Regions from separate parts of the Zea mays genome. Here regions 1 and 3 are each linked to region 2. Evidence: chromatin contacts called from public Hi-C data. All regions are on one chromosome and are shown on one strand. Each heading gives the region's core, a stretch centred on a gene start, on an enhancer-like site or on the middle of the called end of the contact. The rest is flanking DNA. Distances are from core to core; before and after follow the strand shown. Region 1 holds the start of LOC100285783 (hydroxymethylglutaryl-CoA synthase). Region 2 holds the start of LOC100193484. Region 3 holds the start of LOC100284730.

What was found. Hi-C and Micro-C count contacts between places; a contact is called where the count stands out from the background.
Region 1: a Hi-C map of leaf shows a contact between it and region 2, with 7 times the contacts expected there. The contact joins the promoter of LOC100285783 here to the promoter of LOC100193484 in region 2. A contact is called at or near these places in 3 of 25 Hi-C or Micro-C datasets (ear, leaf and tassel).
Region 3: a contact with region 2 is called in a Hi-C map of leaf, with 8 times the contacts expected there. The contact joins the promoter of LOC100284730 here to the promoter of LOC100193484 in region 2. A contact is called at or near these places in 14 of 25 Hi-C or Micro-C datasets (bundle sheath, ear, endosperm and 5 more) and 2 of 3 datasets of contacts at active chromatin or transcription factors (leaf and seedling).

Annotation. Positions count from the first base shown.
Region 1 is chr9:160,413,177-160,416,469 of Zm-B73-REFERENCE-NAM-5.0, reverse strand. It overlaps LOC100285783 (hydroxymethylglutaryl-CoA synthase), which reads left to right and starts at 1,953. Exons shown (of 13, transcript NM_001346654.1): 1 at 1,953-2,031; 2 at 2,218-2,317. The coding sequence starts at 2,246.
Region 2 is chr9:160,659,284-160,662,689 of Zm-B73-REFERENCE-NAM-5.0, reverse strand. It overlaps LOC100193484, which reads right to left and starts at 1,587. Exons shown (of 8, transcript NM_001352770.1): 1 at 1,248-1,587.
Region 3 is chr9:160,479,708-160,482,790 of Zm-B73-REFERENCE-NAM-5.0, reverse strand. LOC100284730 reads left to right here and starts at 1,663. Exons shown (of 8, transcript NM_001157625.1): 1 at 1,663-1,972; 2 at 2,072-2,256; 3 at 2,432-2,552. The coding sequence starts at 1,964.

The DNA of each region.
Region 1 (3,293 bases), core at 704-3,203, 250 kb after region 2:
AAAATAATTAGCGCCGACACATTCTAGCTCGACGCTAATAGCGATGGTGCTAAGTTAAGGATCCATTTTTTGGAAGGAAACATGAAAAGACGTATTTGTGAAAATAAAAACAAAAAGAGCTAAAATGAAAAAAAAATGTCTGATATGACCGGTAGCCCGGTACATAACGAGGGCGAAGGGATCGAACAAGCTGACATGATGCGACGTGGTCGCGCGCAGAATTAGTGTCGAGATCCACGACCACCACAGCTTGGGCCCAGTGCCGCCCTTGACCCTTGTGCAGTTGTGTGTATCTGCCGGCGTCGCCTTCACTTCACCACCCTTCACCAACACCGCGCGACCGGGTTTAAAATCCCTAGCAGAGCAGGCATGCCGTTATGAACCTGCGGGCCGTGGCGGCCCAACGCCCAACTAATTCTCGTACAGTTGGTACTCGTCGTGCGTGCATGTGCATTATGGGAGGGTACCATTCCGTTTTCCGTCCGCACGAGCATTAGGCAATAGGCATGTATGGCAGGAGGACCAGGACAGTTCCGTAGCCACCCAAGACTGATAACACTCAAGACACACACGTCCGTCTAATATAATGTTCGTGAGCTGGGGGCGTACGTTCACTTAATTACATCATAACTGTGATTTTAACACCAATCAACACGGCCCTTATATATGCAATGAGCTACAACCTCTTATGGCGCGTTTAATTAGAGAGTCAACTAGAATGAAGCGGCTCTATTCTAGTTTTTTGAGAATAAGGTCGTTCTATTTCGCGTTTGGCAAACAGAACAGAGCCGCTTCATTTTTTGTTTAGTTGAGGAGTAGAATAGAGCGGAACCGCCCCGTTCTCTATTTTGTTGGAGAGTCATATGAGTGTAAAGGGTAGGAGAGCGCTCACGTCTGAGAGAGCGTTCGCATCCACTCGTTTTTGTGGAGCGGAAGCATTCCAACTATTTATGATAAATTTTCATACGAAGACTTCAGTAGCCGCTCCGCTTATCTTTTGTTGGAAACCAAATATACAGAAAATATGAATGAAACCGCTATATTTTCCTCCACTCATCAACCTAACACACCCTTAGACTATCTCCACCAGATCCCCTATTCCATCTCCTTAAAGGCTTAAAGTACACTCTTCAAACAATGTCAATCGTATTATCTACTGTTCTAACGTGCCTTATAGATAGTCTTATATTGCATTGAAATATGTTAAACTTTTCATGTAAAAAATTGCAATATGGGTAAAAAGGGACCGGAGCCAGCCAGCCAGCCAGCCAGCCAGGGGCAAGGTCCCGCACGCCACGCCCGCGAGGTCTGGAACGAATCATGCCCACGTGGCGCCCGCTGGCTCCCCGACAAGGACAACTGGACAAGGCTTCATGCTCCTCCGCGAAAGAAACAAGTCCTGCTGTGGCCGGCCCTCACCATAGCTTGCAGTCTTGCACTCCGTCACCGCAGCAGAACAGGGCCTCGGCGGCTCGGCCTTCACTTCAACATTGGCCTGCCGACCACCTGCTTCCAATCAAGCATGGGTAGAAAGAAAGACGCGGAGGAAGAAGAGTCGTCTGTGTACAACGACAACCGCGGCTGCCGCGAGCATGGGTGACCAGACGAGGATGAGCATGGTGGAGGGGAGCTTGGTCGACTTCTTTCTTTGTGTGGCGGGACGGACCGTGGGAGGACCACCAACGATGCCCATGATCTCTCCTTCCTTCCTCCCAGTCCCAGGCTCCCGCCAACGACGTGGCTGTCCACGTGCTTGCACCCGTGGCGATACTACCGAGGCCCGAGGGAAAAGGACAGCGAGCCCGGACAGCCCAGCGTCAACGTCAGGTGCCCGCCCCGGGCGGTTCCCAGTCCCAGTCCCACTCCCACCACGGCCCGGGCCACTGCACTGCGCCATCCAAGGACGACTGGACGAGGAAGAAAAAGGATTTCGAAAAAGCGACGCTGCCGGGTATATATACGGCGCCGGCGCCGAGGAGAGAGGACCCCGGCCGATCCCGCACCCCTGACTGTCAGCCGCGATCCGCTCTTGTAGGCTCCCTCCCTCTCCGACCCGCGTCTCCCTCCTCCCACTCCACTGCTCCTGGTCTCTCTCTCTCTCTCCTTCTCCTCCCCCCGTCCGTGGCCGGAGATCGACGGTTTCCATTTTCCAGATCGCAGTTCATTCAGTTGCTCTGTTACCTTTACACGGTCTGCATGCCTCTATTGTGTCTGCAGTTTTGCGTGCAGCGGCGGAGCAGGAGAGATGGCGTCGGAGGCCAAGGACGTGGGCATCCTCGCCATGGACATCTACTTCCCGCCCAACTGCGTGCTCCAGGTACCATCGCCACCTCTGGTTCCCGCGGGCGTAAGCTCGCCACATTCGCACTCCCCTTCGGCCCTTCCCTCAGATTCGCCGTCGTCGGGGGCACCGGGCACGCACGCGCGCGCTCCCCCGTCTGTTCGACGATTCCAAGGCGAGCGCGCGGCGCGGGCAGGCGGCGTGGACACCACCACACGCTTTGCGTGGTTGCGCGAGCTCTTTACGGTTGCCGCGGGTTCGCCGGCCGGCTGTTGGTTCTGGTAGGAGTTCCTCGCGCGCGGGTTGCGCCTTCGGGGGCGAGGGACGGAGGGATCACTGCCCAGCGGCCCAGGCCCGTCGGCCGCTGCCTGGGTCCCTCCCTCCCTCCCTCGGCGAGACACGGAGCAGAGCTGGTGGGATCCCTGCTCAGAGAGCCCTACGCACACGCACTGCTGCCGTGACAATCGTTTCGATCGATGTACCTGCTAGTGCTCCCTCCTCGTCTGCGTGGGTCAATATCAAAATACCGTGCCCCGTGTTCAACTGGTTATCGGGGTCCTTGACCTTGAGTGCAGCCAGACTCATCTGTTTAACTGTTGTGCACCAAGTACACCAATCAACCTTAATAATTCCTGAGCAGTACTTCCAGCTGTACTTAGGAAAAAAAAACACGCGTCGATTGAGCCGAAGGGGAACTGTAGATGAAGCACTGTATAGACGAGGACCAATCTCGCTGGCTGCTAGCACTAGCTGTAGGTCCTTGTCCATTCTTTTCGTGAAAAGAGATTGGTCCTCCCCAGATTTTGCAAGAGGAACAAGACGTAGTTGCTGGCATTCTAATTCTTGGCACTTATTGATGCCGCCTGAAACTGTTAGACAGCCTCCTTTATGGCCGTGTATTAAAAAAAATGGTCCAGCCCATTAGACCCTTTAAGCTTTGTAACTTTGTATATATATATTATTTATTTGGTACATAGAATTATTCTTTCCTCCAACACAAACGAACTCTCTA
Region 2 (3,406 bases), core at 338-2,837:
TCAAAAAACTGGTATGTGGAATCGGCATGTAATCGTACCGGTAGCTTCTCAACTGGCAGAACCAACCATTTAAGGTAAAAAAATGAGCTGTGGAATCGGCATGTGATTGGACCGGTTACTTCTCACTATCACAAGCCAACATTTAATGTCAAAAAACCAAGCCATGGAATCGGCATGTAAACAGACTGCTGTCTACCTTTAACTATGTGTTTGGCTTCAAGGATGGAAGGGGATGGGATCACCCCATTTGAGGAATATACCCCGAAGATGTGGGACAGAGCCAGCCGTCTGAATCGAAGGCATGGGGACATCCCTGAATCCCTCTTGGTCTTTGTCAAACGCTGTCACATCTGATCCTCCACGCGTGCAGGCGAGATACAGGCAGTGCAAGGGTTGGGGGGGCATGGCTCCAGCATGGTGAGGCAGCAGCACGGCTCCACAAAGGGGAGGCACACTTTGGTGTGGACGACGCGAACAGCACGGATCCACAATGGGGAGGGGCAATGGGAAGTGGCGTGCTTCCTGTGGCAGACCTAGTTGGGTATGCCTCGGGGTGGTAATGGATTACGATCCAAATGCTTCTTCACAAAATGGTAGGGCCCGAAATAAATATTAGTTCAAAAATGAATAAAAATAGGGTCCGGTCCTTAAATCTTATAGTGTGAAATTTAGAGCCCATTGTCACCCATAGGTATGCCCGTACCGTAGAAAATATTTAGTTAAAGATATGAAAAGTTCAGAAGGGCTTAAATAAAGGGCACATAGAGTTCAAACTAAGGTGTCACGTAACAAAGAGATATAGCAGAATATTGGAAGGAAATTACAAATTAATTCTAACTTTTCCGGTCCCTAATGGCTTGATAGCGGATTGATGATGTCATTATCCTTGACTTGCAAAAATAATTCACGCTCAATGTGACCTACCAATCATTAAAGTATTGGACTCCCATCGTATTTCTCAACTTGTTCTTCTCACACAATTCATTCATTACTGAAAACACACTCTCTGGTACCAGTTGGTACAACTAACACTAACAATTTGTCTACAGTTTCCACATAGATTTGAGATCAATCGACATTGACTTCTTCAATTTTTAAAGAACTGAGGCTATCAACTACTAAACTACCTACCAACAAAACAAGAACTCATCAAGGATTGTTTTACAGAACATTGCAAAGATCAAAGGTAAAGGGCGCGCGGGAGGAGGAGGGGGGGGGGGGGGGGGGGGGGGGGGGCATTTGATTACCTCTAAAGCAAGAAACCAAATCGGCCGGCAACGGCAAGGATGGGTTTGACTGGAGGCCCCTAGCGCTCTACCTGGGCCTGGGCAGTAGGTCGCTGGAGGTCGTCGGCCTCGATCGAGGCTGCGAGGCCGATGCGACGAGGGTAAGGGCGGGAACGAGGTCGAGCCGCCCAACAGGCCGCGGGTGGCCAGCGGAAGTGCGTAGCTGAGTCGGGCGAGACGCGCCTGGAGCACCGGCGCAGGGCGATGGGGGGGCAGGCGGACGGCGGCACGACGGTGTGCGCTGCGGGCTCCCGCTGCCCTAGGGTGCCGTTCCGCTTTGTGATTGCTGCCTTGCTCGATGTCAAGAGGAATATATGGACCCCGCAAGGACAGGTAGGACATTAAATCACCAGACTCCTACTCATAAACATATCCACGTATCCGAACTCGACTTCGGGTACAACATTCTTGACCCGACTGTACAGTCACGTCACAGGACACAATTCAGCATGCATATTGCATAGTTTCATCAACATACCAGGGCCAGGCGGACTGACGTGCAGCGAGCAGAGCAACCAAGCGACGGCTCGGCGTGCAGGGAGCAGGGCAACCTGATGGCAGCACGGCGGGGGGGGGGGGCGGAAGTGGGGAGGCGGCCGACGGCGCACAGGGAGCGGTAGGCGGCGGCCAACACGACTGCAAGTGGAGAGGTGGTCGACGGCGCACAGAGAGCGGCGGCTGAGCCTCTGCGGCTCCGTAAGGGCCAAGGGGCAAGGGCAAACGATTAGAGATTAGATAGCATTGGGGGTTAGAGTTTGGGTAAATGATTTGAGACGGAGACGGAGAGGGAGAGGAGAGAGGACGCACCAGGAGGCAGCAACGATGGATTGTGCGATGGCGGCGCCTGCGATCGTCGCTCTGCAGTCGCGTGGAGAAGAGTAGGGTGGAGTCGCGTGGTGGACACGGCCGTCGCGTTGAGGGATCTGACTGCGCCGTAAACCGAGCGGTGCCGGTAATGAGATGCAATGGGACGCAGCCGACTCCCACCACCGTGATGGATCACGGACCGTCCGAAACAAACAAAAGGAACAGGTCAGGTTACGGACCAAAATAAGCCTAACCAAATAGATCCTTAAAGTTTGTAGCTTTTTTTCTTTTTTTTACTTTTGTGTTTTTTGTGTTCCGCTGTTTGGGCTTCTATGATTAGCATTTCAGCCCACAACTCAATAGCATGTCAGCAGCCCGCGGTCCACAAATGGCTGGAAGACTTTTGGAACGGCCAGTCCCATCGGTAATTGGGTTCGTATTTAACTCCTCCAAACCTGTACCCGTCATATCCGAAGTTTTTCTTTTTCAGCCTTATTTTTGAAAAATATTTATGTTTGGGCCTCTAGAAATTTTATATACAATTTTGGACCCGATACTCGGCGCCATAGGCTGTGGCGCCGAGGTAACACATCTCGGCGCCACAGCCTATGGCGCCGAGCTGTGACATGGCTATAACGGCTCCCTGCGCCTAGGGCTGACATGGCACTGACGCGGCGTCGACGCGGCCTCGTAGCTCGGCGCCACACATCTTGGCGCCGAGCTACGGAGGCCTATAAAACCGGCCGCGCTGCTGGCCGAGAGCAGCACATTTCCTCTCATTTCAAAACTTTGTCAAAATTTGCTGGATTCAAAGATTCGAGTTGGTTCATGTCGGGTACCATAATTAGGGGTACCCCCAACACTCCTAATCACGGCTGGTAAACACCCTCAGACCAACTGACGGACGCGGTTCAAGTCAAGGCTTCGTCTACCCAAGGGACGCCACCTCACCCGAGCCCAGCCTCGGGCTGGAGCAGTAGTCCCAGACGAGTTCACGCCTCGCCCGAGGGCTGCCTCCGGCAGCAGGCACCCCCTCAGCTCTCCCGAAGCCCGGCTCGGGCAGGCTTTGTTGTAAAGCAACCTTGGCCAGACCGCCTCACCAACCGACCGCTTCGCAGGCGTATTCAATGCAGGGGATGCCTGACGCCGTATCCTGACACACGCGCCTCAGTCGGCCAGGCCGAAGTGACCACAGTCACTTCGCCCCTCTTCTTTACTGTCCGATGTGACAGAAAAACAGCGTCGCTCGCCCCGCTCCGACTGTCGTGCCAACTACCCAGGCGAAGACTGACAAGAAGTCACGATCAACCACC
Region 3 (3,083 bases), core at 414-2,913, 180 kb after region 2:
TGAAGGTGCATTGGAACTAAACTAGCACTTAAACTGAGTTAAAAAATAGCATCTAACGGTAAATCATCTTCACATATATCATACAACATATTCACATATACCATATAACAGTAAACAAGACCAATATACTTAAACTGACCGCGAAATGCGTAGTCTGGAACTCAATCTTGACATCAAATCCGGTTTCCTAGCAAAAAAGATGGTTTACCGGTCCAAAATGACAATTTACTGGCCCAAATACGATTTACCTGCGTTTTTAATGATTTTTTAAAAAAAATTTTAAATTTAAAACGAAATTTGAAAAAAAAATGGTAGTTAACTGAAACCGCAAACCAGCGATTTCAATAAATCGACCGGTTTAAACGGGACGCATTATTCGTCTCCCCGGGCCCGGTTCCTTGTCGCCTGGCGCCCCGCCCGCGCGCGCAGCAGGCATCGGGACAAGGCGAGCGACATCGTGATTCGTGAGTGGCATGGCATTGGCATGCATCGAAAGCGGCGGCTCAACGCTCCGTGCGCCCGATCGGTCCTCGGTGTCGTCGCCTAAGTCGTATTTTTCTCTTTCTGTATAAAGCTTTTTACTAATCACCCCGATCACGTCACTTCATCAGTCGTCACTCACGGTCACGGCTCATCCATTTCATCATCTATTATATACTAGCCAGATGTCTCATCATCTATTCTATACTAGCCAGTTGTCTGTATTTACGGACACTAAATATAATATATAAATAGGTATTAAGATATTTATTAAATATAATTATTGTTTATTTCTAAACGCTAAAGTATGTGTAGTCTGTTGGTTAGCTCTAAATTTATAGAGTAGAGAACGTGTGTTTAAATGCTCGCTTTGTACTAATTTTTTATATAATTATTGTTTATTTTTAAACACTAAGGTATGTGTGGTTTGATAACGACTGCGCAGGCGCTAGGGATCTATAGGGCAGTAACTAAGAGCATGCTGAGCATGAGTCCAACAGGGCATGACACCGAGACAGGAGACATGTGAGTATGGGTGGATAACGAGCCAGCTCGGCTCGGCTCGGCTCGTTAAGGTAACAAGTCACAGAGTCAGCTCGGCTCGGCTCGTTTAGCTCGCGAGCTAGAGTAGAAAAAAATAAAATGTACATAATAATTATTTTTAGTTAATTTCAAACTAATTTAACAATAGAAAATAGTAATTATACTTATAGTTTCACAAACCACATAAATATAACACCAAATTAGCACAATTCATCACTCATTAATTCACAATTCACATACATGTTCATCAGTTTAACCCATAATTATATTTGCATACACCAAATTACACACATAGACATAGTTTATTAATCATTAGTTTAATTCATATGCCATATACACCTCACATATATAATGTTCATCAATTATTCTGTAAATGATATGTATATAGTTTCGTTTTACTGGAATATGGTAGCTCGTTTAGCTCGCGAGCTGGCTCGTTAACGAACCGAGATAGGATATCAGCTCAGCTCGTGAAAAAATTCAAACGAGCCAATCCAAGCTGAACCGACCATAAACCAAACGAGCCAGCCACGAGCATTTCGTCCAGCACTACGTGAGGCGGGTCCAGTAAATTGGCACAAGGTGAAGCTATGTAGCACAGCTGTCCACCTTCCGCGTAGACTCGGATCCCACCTAGTCAATGGAGTGAGCAACGAGGGTTGGGTTCGGCAGCAGCGAGGGAAAAGCCAAAGCCCCCCAGGGCAGCAGGAAGCAATAGAAGCGAGCGAGGCAGCGGCGTGGGGCGAGGAGTGGAGGACACCGATCCCCGCCGGAGAGCGCGTCCATCCCAAATGGCGACTGCAGCTTCGCCCGCCGCTGCCTTTCCCCACATCCTCTCCCTCTCCTCCTAATCCCCTCCCAATCCCCCCCTCTCTCTCTCTTCCTCGCCAGCTGGTTCGTTCCGCACCCGCCGCCGCATTGGGTGCCGAGGAGGGACGCAATGGAGCAGGTAAGCGAGCGATCTGGCCCGATTCGGGCTCGAGGTTTTTTGATTCGGTCTGTCCGATTGAGCGTGCTCGTCTGTCCGCCTGCGTGCGTGCTGCTGCAGTACGAGAAGGTGGAGAAGATCGGGGAGGGCACGTACGGGGTGGTGTACAAGGCGCTGGACAAGGCCACCAACGAGACGATCGCGCTCAAGAAGATCCGCCTCGAGCAGGAGGACGAGGGCGTCCCGTCCACCGCCATCCGCGAGATCTCTCTCCTCAAGGAGATGAACCACGGCAACATCGTCAGGTCCGCTTTGGTTTTATGCAACAGCGGGTAGGTGTCGTTTTAGGATGGGATTCGTTTGCTCGATGGAAATGATGGTGCGTATGTATGCAATCAAGTAAAAGTCAGACGCAATTTTGATGCTGCGATGCCCTGTAGTGTTGGTACGCTGACAAGCTTTATACTCTCCTAAGTGCAGGTTACATGATGTTGTCCACAGCGAGAAGCGGATATACCTCGTCTTCGAGTACCTGGATCTGGACCTCAAGAAGTTCATGGACTCTTGCCCGGAGTTTGCTAAGAATCCCACTTTGATTAAGGTGAAGAAGCACATGATATGTTAGTTTGTGACTGCTAGTCTGCGCCTTGCTTCTGTCCTGCTCCGCATATAGATAAACTCGAGCCATGACTCATGCATTTGTTGGTGTGCTAACACAACTTTGTTATGATATTCTCGGAATCGAACTTGCAACGGAATAACTGCAATGTGGAACTGAAAACTAATCTAAGTAAACAACAGCTCAATGTTGTAGAGTAGAGGCCCATCTAGTGTCTTCCTGTTGCATGTAAAATCCTTTTTGTTCCCATCTGATGTGCTAGAATTTACATAGAGATGAGTCCCACATCATCAGTTGAGCTCGATATATGACATATTTGGCTGTTGTCTTCTCTCGTCGACCGTTACTGTGTTTTTATATGTTTGGAGAAAAGTGCTTGTTTTGACTTTTTATACTGTGTTTTTATATGTTTGGAGAAAAGTGCTTGTTTTGACTTTTTATACTTACTATGCTTGTCTTTGTAGTAACGTAAACTAGGATGTACGATTTGGGAAGAAGGAACGATGCTTATAT